Linked DNA regions of Capra hircus: region 1 is linked to region 2. Evidence: chromatin contacts called from public Hi-C data. All regions are on one chromosome and are shown on one strand. The core of a region is the stretch at or near the end of the contact, and the rest is flanking DNA. Distances in the headings are between cores, read along the strand shown. Region 1 holds the start of ARSG (arylsulfatase G). Region 2 holds the start of WIPI1 (WD repeat domain phosphoinositide-interacting protein 1).

Region 1 (4,638 bases), core at 320-2,819, 130 kb after region 2:
CTGAAAGAGGGCATGGCAACCCACTGTAGTATTCTCGCCTGGAGAATCAATCCCGTGGACTAAGGAGCCTGGGGGGCTACCATCCATGGAGTCGAAAAGCATCAGACACAACGGAAATGACTTAACACGGTACAAGCTATTTTCCAGCAGACTTTTTTCTTCCATGATGTCTGTCTCTATCGCCTTTTTTTTTTTTTTTTGCCGCACCAGGCAGGATCCTAGTTTCCAGACCAGGGACTGAACCCGGGCCCTCCACAGTGAAAGGCTGGGGTCCTAACCACTGGACCACCAGGGAATTCCCTCAAGGATGCTTCCTTTCCCCTGTGGTTCAACTGGGAGCAAGTAATTTTCTATGTACTGAGTCTCTCTCTTTTTGGTGTTAAAGCAAAGCACTGGGATTTCTCTGACTTTGAGCAGCCCCAGATGGTCCCACTTGAAAAGAGGTTGAAAGAAAGTTTAATCTCACAACCTCTTCTATAAACAATCTGAAAACAACCAGTTGAATCTCCTGCTTGTGGCGCTGTCCTTCTTATGAGGTCATGCAGCATAGTGAAGACAGAGCAGAACCTGGACATGAGGGAGCCCTGGGGTCATCTCGGCTGCTGGTTTAACTACACACGAGTTCACACCAGCCTGCGCTTGTTTCCACACTGTTAACACTTCGCAACTTCGCTTTCCAAAAGCGAAAACGACGCAGGAGGCCCTTGGCAATGGAAAGAGAGAGCTAAAAAAAAACCCATCTGTTCCAGGGAATCACAGCAGGTCCCCAAAGCACATTCACGGGGAATCCAGAAGCCTTCACAGGGACCCCCAGCTTTCAGCCTATATGAACACGGTCTGCACACACTGAAGACCCCACAACCTTTTCCTTCCAGAAGCTTCTCTCTCCTGTTAACTCAACTTCAAAGGGACACCCTCCCACGCAGACTGGAAACCGGCCACAACTGAGCACCGACCGCACTGTCCAACACAGCAGCCAGGAGCCATCCGGCTGCCGAGCGCTGGGCACGCGGCCACTGGGAACCCAGGCGCGCCGTCCCAGCAAGATACCCACGGAATGTGCAGGCTTAGTCCAGAATATAATGGACAGTGACACAAGTCAGACGGAGAAGGACAAACGCCGTGGGACCTCTCACACGTCTGGGGCCGAAAAGAGCAGAGCTGCTAAACGCAGGGAATAGACGGTGGTCGTCAGGGCTGGGGGCGGGGAGCGGGAGCCACGCGGTTCAAGGTCCGAAGTCGCAGGGAGTAGGGGGCCTGTCCCGAAGAGCAGCGCCCGGCGCCGCGAGCACAGACGACACTGTCGTAGGACACCGGCCCTGCCAGGAGACCCGCCTCAGTGCCCCCACCCCCGGCCCACGGAATGTCCACGCCTCGGGGAGCTCGCGCGGTCACCTGTTGATGCCGGGACGCCCTGAGGACCGGAGCCGCGCCGTCACGCCAGTGGCCCCCGCCTCTGTCCGCACGCGCTCACGGGCTCCAGGGCCGGCGCCGCGGCCGGGGCCGCTCCGAGCACCCGCGGGCCCCGAGGAGCGGGCAGGGCTGCCGCCGGGGGCCTGGCCTCGGCCGGCCGGGCCCGCACGGACGCCCTCACGGCCCTGCGCGCGCCCCGCGGCCCCGCGCGGCTGCCGCCGGTCGGGTCGGGGCCGGGGCCGCCGGTCGGGTCGGTCCGGTCCCGCCGCGCTTACGGGCCGGGCCGGGCGCCCTGGGCGGAAGCTGCCGGGCGCTTCCTGCGGGGGGCGGGGGCGGCGAGGGCCGCGGGGCGGCGCGGGACCGGGGTGCGGGAGCGCGCGCTCGCGGCGCGGGCGTCTCGGGGGCGCAGCCGGGGTCGGGACGGCGCTCGGCCTCCGCGTAGAGTCCCCGCGGCCTGAACTTGAACCCCGACCGTTCCCGTGACCCGAGCGACCCTGCTAAGTCCCTGGGCGCCGCCGGGAACGCTTCGGACTGTTTTCTAGAATGGTGTTCACAAGGTGGAAAGTTACTCATGTTTTCCTCTCAAATACCTTTTTGGCTCAGCGTTTGCAGAGGAAAAACTGCCTAGGTTTTGTCATTAAGTGAGAATCATTTTTAAAAACTACATTTATCCATAGTGTTTTAACTTTAATTGCAAGAAACAAATTATATTGTTTAACTTAACCCTAAGAAGTGTTCCAAAAGTAATGCAATGCATTTACACACGACTCCCAAGTGGCAATCGCAGAGTAGACGCCAGAACTGCAGCCTGCGCCGGGAGGGAGCAGACCTCTTAACAGACCTTGTTGCTGGTCCCACGGTGCAGTCAGCGCAGACTTACGTCTTCACCAAACGACTGAAACCCCGCCCCCTTACACATTTAATCGAATCTGAGTTCTTGTAGGTCTGCAACTAAAGCCGACCTACTGGACTAACACTGTGCCCACCCTGCAGGGCAGTGAAAGGAAACTGGGGGGAATGGAGGAGACCTAAAGCGTAACTCCGGGAGGAAATAAAACCCGCAGCAGATCCATCAGAGTCCATGCTGCTCGGTCCCCTTTGCAGTGTTTCTTAGAAGACCTGGTCTCTGCCCTCCGCTTAGTTTTAATGACAAGCCACCGTTTTCTAAATGACTAGAGGTTCACCGAACAGGAGTCTGGAGGTGAAGCCATTGATTTCGTTCTAAAATGTGCTTTAAATCGAGCTGCGTAAATAACAACAGTGCTAGGATTCAGGCGTAAAAGGGAGAAAATAAAAATTGCCTTTAGCTTCCCCTTCCAGGTTAAATGAGAAGTGGAAGTCCATCCGCCAGCATGCAGGTCACGTGATTTGCTCTAGCTTCTAGATGTCCTGCACCCAGCAGTCTGCTGGTCTCAGGTCTTTGATCTGCTCCCCTTCTGGACATCCAGCCCATGTTCCCAGCCTGATGTGAGCATTTCTGGCAGACGCACAGGTAGCGGCCCCACGCTGCCCCTCACTCGTGCAAACATTAGCACCGAGGAGCGGGAGATTACTGCAGGAACAAACCCGACCCCTGCTCCAGGCTGTGAGGAGGAGTGCACCACACACAGCTGCAAGCACCATTGATTAAAAGGGAAGAGCAAATCTGAGTCCCTGCTGGAACGGTCTCCTTTCCTTTAACCTCTGTGCTCTGTGGCTACCAAGAGTGCTGCGGCCCTCTCAGCAGTCCGGTGGCTGAGACCACACTTCCCCTGCAGGGGGCGCAGGCTCCAGCCCTGGTGAGGGAGCTCAGATCCCACGAGCCCCCAGGTGCGGACCTGTGGCCAGAAGTACACAGCAGAGCCCATTTTCAAGGCTCTGACCTTTAAAGGTGTACTTTTTCTATCCATATACAGAGGAAAAGCTGCAGGACAGAAAGCACCATCTGTTCTGTTGGAGGCTTGTAAGAAGGTGGTGATGTGACTTAAGTGGACAGCTACCAGAGCAAAGCATTTGGACACCAAGAAGTTGCAACCACCACCCACACCCCCTTCCCTGTTAGTACAAACGCGGCCTGATTTCTAACTCTGTTGGGCACGAGTCCACCATCTTCTTGGTCTGGCTGGCTTTCTGAAAAGTCACTATTCCTTGCCCCCAAAACTCATCTCTCGATTTGCTAGCCTGTCGCGCCAGCAAGCAATATGAGCTCGCACTGGCTAACAGTCATGACACGTTATCTGCAAGGCCCCTGGCAAAGGACTCCGTCTATGAAAGCTGAGAACAGCGGCGTCCCCACAAGCACCGACAGCGGGGCAGGACGGGCACCGTCAATGCCGCCTGGAAATACTCCTGGGAGGAGCTTCCATGTTGAGCTGCTAAAAACTGAAGTGAGCTGTTGCTTCCTTCGGGGATCAGCTAACCATCAGCAGAGGAAAAAAAGAGGCCCAGCGGGCCCGAGGCTAGAAGAGACTGCAGGTGAGCAGAAGGAATGTGAATGGAGGGTGATGAGGCCGGGCCGGCCACGGGGGCAGCCTCTTTCCAAAAACTGAGCCAGCAATCACCCCCCAGAAATGGCGTTCCTCAGAAACCCTTTCTTAGGTCAGAGATGGCTCTTTTCACAGGATCTGTGTACTCACTAACTTCTGCTGGTCCTCGCCTCTCATGAGACATAAACATATTTGAAGAATGGAAATGACACGCTTGCTCCCTCAGACCAGACTAAGAGAGGAGAATTCTGAGTTTTTATTCTAAATGAGCCACAGTTCAAAGTTCAGTTGCTGTTAAAAACAAAAACAAAAAAAACCTCCACTCCACTGCCCAGACCCAAGGCAGAATCAGTTTATTCCAATGAAGTACTCCAGCCAAACGGAAGCATGATGTGCACGTGTTTATTTGAATTACTCCTACTGAAGGTCCTTATTTCTGGAGAACAGCCAGGCATCTTGTGATCCACTCCTTCCACTCTTTAAAGGCTTCCACAGGTTTTGGCAAAGTTACCAGCTCCTCACGACTGTGTTTTGGAGTAACTCTAGGAGTGTCGGTGGACTCGGCATCAATCCACTTGACCAGCGCCTGGAAAATCAGAGAAGAGATGCATCTTTGAACAAATCACAGCAGAACAGACTCAGGCACGAGAAAAACCGGATCTCCCAAATCATGTGATCTGCATGGGTGACGGATGCCACCCACGAAGATGTTCCACCTGATAGAGTTGGTTGTGAAGGAGAGACCACGCTCATCAAAGAG
Region 2 (4,637 bases), core at 1,032-3,531:
TTTTTCTTTACCCTTTTTAACAAGGTGGGGTTTCAAAAAATTTTAAAGGCATATGTCTCTAAAATTTTAAATTACATTTGGGGTTCACACCTGTGGCTCTCATTTCTTTCTATTGGATAGCACTGCTTCCAAATAGCCCTTAGTGTGACGTGATGAGGGGCTAATTATATCTACAATGGCAGTCATATTACGTTACATAAATGTATGAAATCAACACGTTGCAAACCTTACAATATGTTGTAAACCTTAAATTTAGACAATGTTTTATGTCAAATATATTACAGGAAAAAACACCTCTTGGGTTTGTCCTAACCTTGCCCCCATCCTAGAGCCCACTTTCTCACTTCTTTCACTCCTAAAATTTCACCTTAGTCTAGGCTTTTCCCCTTTCTAATCTATTTTTCACACCCTGGCCCAGTTTATCTGCGTAAAACACTGCTTTTATCATGAAACACTCCTGCTCAAAAACTAACACCAGCTCCCATCTCTACTCCATCAAGTCCAAATTCTTGGCAATAATGAGACTTTAAAAACCTCCTGGGCACATTATGTGATTCTCCCAACAACCTTACACCTAGCATGCCATATTTTTTGGTTTCTAAATAGAACAAAAAGGGCTGCAGCATTTGCCTGAGCTGGGACGTGAGCCGGAAATCAGCTCTGAGCTGAGAGGTTACAAGGACGATTCAGTTAAACCATCCAAGCAGCAGCTGCCTCCCTTACAACAATTTACACAACACCTCACATTCAACTAAAGAGCAATCAACATCTGGCCATCTATGAGCTGAGCTATTTTTACATCAGCTGAGAGAAAGAATAATAGCAGTGAAAGAAGAAACTGTTACATTTGCATTTCAGAAAAACAAAACCAAAAGTCAACCAGAAAAGCTTAAGAGAAGAAGCCGCTTTGTTCACTGTTTCAAAAACTATATATATATATATATATATATATAGCTTTGCCACATAATAGAAAAATTGAACCATGCCAGTTTGAATGCTGTGGCAAGACAACAATAAAATACCATTTCATCTCAAAACTGGAAAAGCCTGAATTAAAAAATTGATCAGTAATTATATGAAGCTAAAACTAGCAGACCTGCTGATTCATAAGCTGTGTTGGTAATTCGATGGCAACATGTATTTAGGTTGGGAAAAGGGACCCTTCGTCAGGACTCACCTCCAATTACCTGAGTTTTTACTGTGCTGTCTACAAAACTCCATCCCTTTCATTAAAAATACTATGCTACACACATTTTCTTCCGGGTTTTTTTTTCAGCTACAGTTCAGACAGGTTTTGCCAAATAGTGTCTAGCAGAGTCGTTTGGTGTACGGGTCTTGAAATCAGGCAACTCCACATTTTACCATTTACTGTGTTATTTCAGACAGAACTGTGTAGCAGTTCTCTGCTTCTGTTACAGTCTCTCTAAACTGGGCATAATCATACCTTCTTCACAAACTTATAAGAATTCAACGAGATAAAGTTCATTGTTAACATAGCTCTGAACCTGCGGTAAGAGTTGTAACGGCGGGACAAGGGATGAGACAGCCCCTTATCTGTCCGGCCTCAGCACCCTTGCTAGACAGTTTCCAAGCAGCTCGAAGACTCCAGAAGAGGGTGGGGCCTTAGCGTCCAACGCGCGCCCCTAAACTGTCAGTTTAATAGCCGGGGCGTCGGGTGGGGCGAGGCCGGCGCACCGGCCCGTCTGCTTCGCCGCGACCGCGACGCAGACGGCGTACTGGACTCACCCCGCAGGCCGGGCCCACCTGCCGGGTCTCTCCCTTCCCTCGCTCCGCCCCGCCGCCCCCGCAATGAAAACACCACCACGTGGCCTGCAGCCGTTGCGTCACTCTCCTCCACCCAATGGCAAGCCGTGCTTCGGAGCTGGGGGCGGGTCGCCAGCGGAGTGGGTCCGCCCACCGCCGTCGCCCGTTGGCTAATTGTGAGCCGCGCTGTGGGCTCTTCACCAATGGAGGCCGGCGGTGGGACCCCGCCCTCTCGATGGCTGAGTCAGCTGGTCCGGCCGGAGGGCCGGGGCGGGGCCTGGAGGGACGGGGCGGGGCCTGGCTGGCCGGGCGGGGATGAGGCGGCCCTGCCAGGCCGGGGCGGAGGTGGGGCCTGACGGGGCGGAGGCGGGGCCTGGCGGGCCCGGGGCGGGGCCTGGGTGGGCCCGGGCTGGGGTAGGGTCGCCCGGGTGGGCGGGGAAGGGGCGTGGCCTGGCAGGCCCGGGCCGGGATGAGGCGGCCCGGCCGAGGCCTGGCGGGGCGGGGCCTGGCGGGGAGGGGCGGTGCCGGGCCGGAGACCGGCCCGCGGGGCCGGCGCCAGCGGGCTGCTGAGGTGGCTGTCGCCCGATCGGAGCCGCGGCTTCCCGGGTCGAGCCCCCGATGGAGGCCGAGGGCGCGGAAGGCGCCCCGGGCGGGACGGAAGCGGCGCTCAGCTGCTTCTCCTTCAACCAGGACTGCACGTAAGCCGGGCCTCCTGCCCCGCCAGGAGCTGGGGGAGAAAAGTCGCGATCAGGGTTGTCGTGCAGTCGGCGACTTGGACAGCGGGCGCAGGCCTGCGCCCCGGGGGCCTGGGCGTGACGGCCGGCGCGGCCTGGGCCGGTGCGGGTCCTCCGGCCGCCCCTCCTCCGGCTCGGGGCTGAGCGCCCCCGTCCCCCTGCCGGCAGGGAGCCAGGAGGGGCCGGCCGGGAGAAGGGGGGACAGAGCCCAGGGAGAGGGCAGAAGGAGGCTTGGGGAAGCTGGGGAGCCGGGGAGTGACCAAAGCGAGGGTCTGGGCAGGAGGGGTTGGTGGTCAAGACAAAGGAGAGGGGAGCAGACAGGGAAGTTGCAAGTTGACCCCGGGCGAGACAGATAGCTAGGGCCCAGGAAGATGGGAGTTCAGGAAAAACTTTCCCATTTGTCCTTGAGCATCTCAACGTGGCATCTGGGCAGGGCCAACGACCAGGAGGCAACCTATCCCCGAAGCCAGTCCAGCCTGATCCCAGCCCAGCCCAGCCTGGGCGCCTGCCTGCCGGCCGGGTTATCAGGAACCTTCCCATTGCCCCCAGTGCGTCTTCAGGAAGCCCACTCGGCCAGACGGAACTCCTCCTGGGAGTCCAGGAACGCTGTCCCCAGCCCAGGCTGCCCTCTTGCTTCTTGAGTGGATTTTGAGTGTCTCGCCTTGATGTTCACATTCGGACTTTGGCCAGTGAGCCAGGGGTTGCTGGACTGTGTTTGAGACATCTGGAGGAGCCAGTCCCTTAGAAGCAGAAGGCTGCTCCCTTTCCTCCTTTCGTGGGATTGTTAGACGTCCCGGGGACCATATGGAATAACCTCTTTGGAATGTGCCACACAGCATCAGGCAGCGATGGCCGGTCCTAGCCCCCCATTTCCTGCTGTTCCAGTTTCTGTGGGGCTGCTTCGTGGACTCGCCTTCAGGCAGGTGTGCTGGCCATCTGTGCCCGGACTGTGCTAATACTGAACATTCAGCGATGTCATTAAGGCCGTCATGTGCCATAAGCAACCCTGGCCTTCCATGCCCTTTGTCTTCTCTTTAAAAACACCCCTTGCCAAACAATATGCCTTTGTTCAAAAAAAACTGTATGTGTAACCATGTAAGCTGGTGGCCAGACAGTTTGGTTCCATGAGTGACTTTCAAGCTTTCCTTGACCACAGCCCACAAAAAGAAATACAGGTTACAACATTACCCAATATGTATCTATCTATCTATATGCACACACAGATATATTTATAATATACATTGTTTTTTAGTCGCTCAGTGGTGTCCCCTGACCCTTTTTGACCCCATGGACCCACCAGGCTCCTCGGTCCATGGGATTGCCCGGGCAAGAATACTGGAGTGGGTTGCCATTTCCTTCTCCAATATTATATATATAATATCACTGAAAAGCAATTCACAGGTATTTACCCTTCCTTTGTGGGCTACCTTCTGGAATTTGTATTTCTTTTCTTTTCTTTTCTTTTTTCCTTTTAAGCCACTTATGACTCACTGAATTGTTTCCTCATGGTTTGAGACCAACAGTTTACAAAAATGATAGTCTAGATACCATTCTGATGTTTTGTAAGAAACATTTTGCAAGAGAGGGTGGCTGTTGAAACGCCTGGGTGTTTGCCTTCCCAATTGAGCTCAGCTTCAGGAGGAGAGTGGGTTAAGGAGGAGAGTTATTTCGCTTCTTAGCAGGAAGTGTTCTCAATTCGGCTTTGCAGCACTCTTTATTAGCTGTTTTTAAGGGTGTTAATTTTTACTCTAGGTGAGTCCCAGCTCTCTATAGCAGTTGGAAAAGCATGTTATTTTCAAAACCCTAGGGTGCTCGGGAAGTTAATTTCCTTCGTCTCTACGGTCAGTTCCGTTTTCTTGGATGAAGGCTCTGCTGGACAGCTCTGTCTCACCTATAAATAAAACTTTTTGTCACAGTCAGTTGCTTTGAGCCTTAGAGGGTATGACATTGGATTTTAAAATAAGTCACACCCCTTACCGAATACATTTAGGAGTGTAAGCTGTAAGTATAGGCCGAATTTGGGGTCCAGTATGTCAAGATAAGGGAGTAATGACAATTAAGCTTTACTAGTCTGCTTCACTCATACTTCATGCTTGGCCCTGTGCTAGACAATTTGGGTATATTTTTTCTCATTTCATT

Evidence for each region. Hi-C and Micro-C count contacts between places; a contact is called where the count stands out from the background.
Region 1: a contact with region 2 is called in a Hi-C map of liver, with 3 times the contacts expected there. The contact joins the promoter of ARSG here to the promoter of WIPI1 in region 2. A contact is called at or near these places in 2 of 5 Hi-C or Micro-C datasets (blood and liver).

Annotation. Positions count from the first base shown.
Region 1 is chr19:61,098,648-61,103,285 of ARS1.2, forward strand. ARSG (arylsulfatase G) reads right to left here and starts at 1,570. Exons shown (of 13, transcript XM_018063936.1): 1 at 1,396-1,570. AMZ2 (archaemetzincin-2) reads right to left here. Exons shown (of 9, transcript XM_018063944.1): 9 at 4,217-4,464. The coding sequence ends at 4,309.
Region 2 is chr19:60,966,630-60,971,266 of ARS1.2, forward strand. WIPI1 (WD repeat domain phosphoinositide-interacting protein 1) reads left to right here and starts at 2,282. Exons shown (of 13, transcript XM_018063942.1): 1 at 2,282-2,462. The coding sequence starts at 2,383.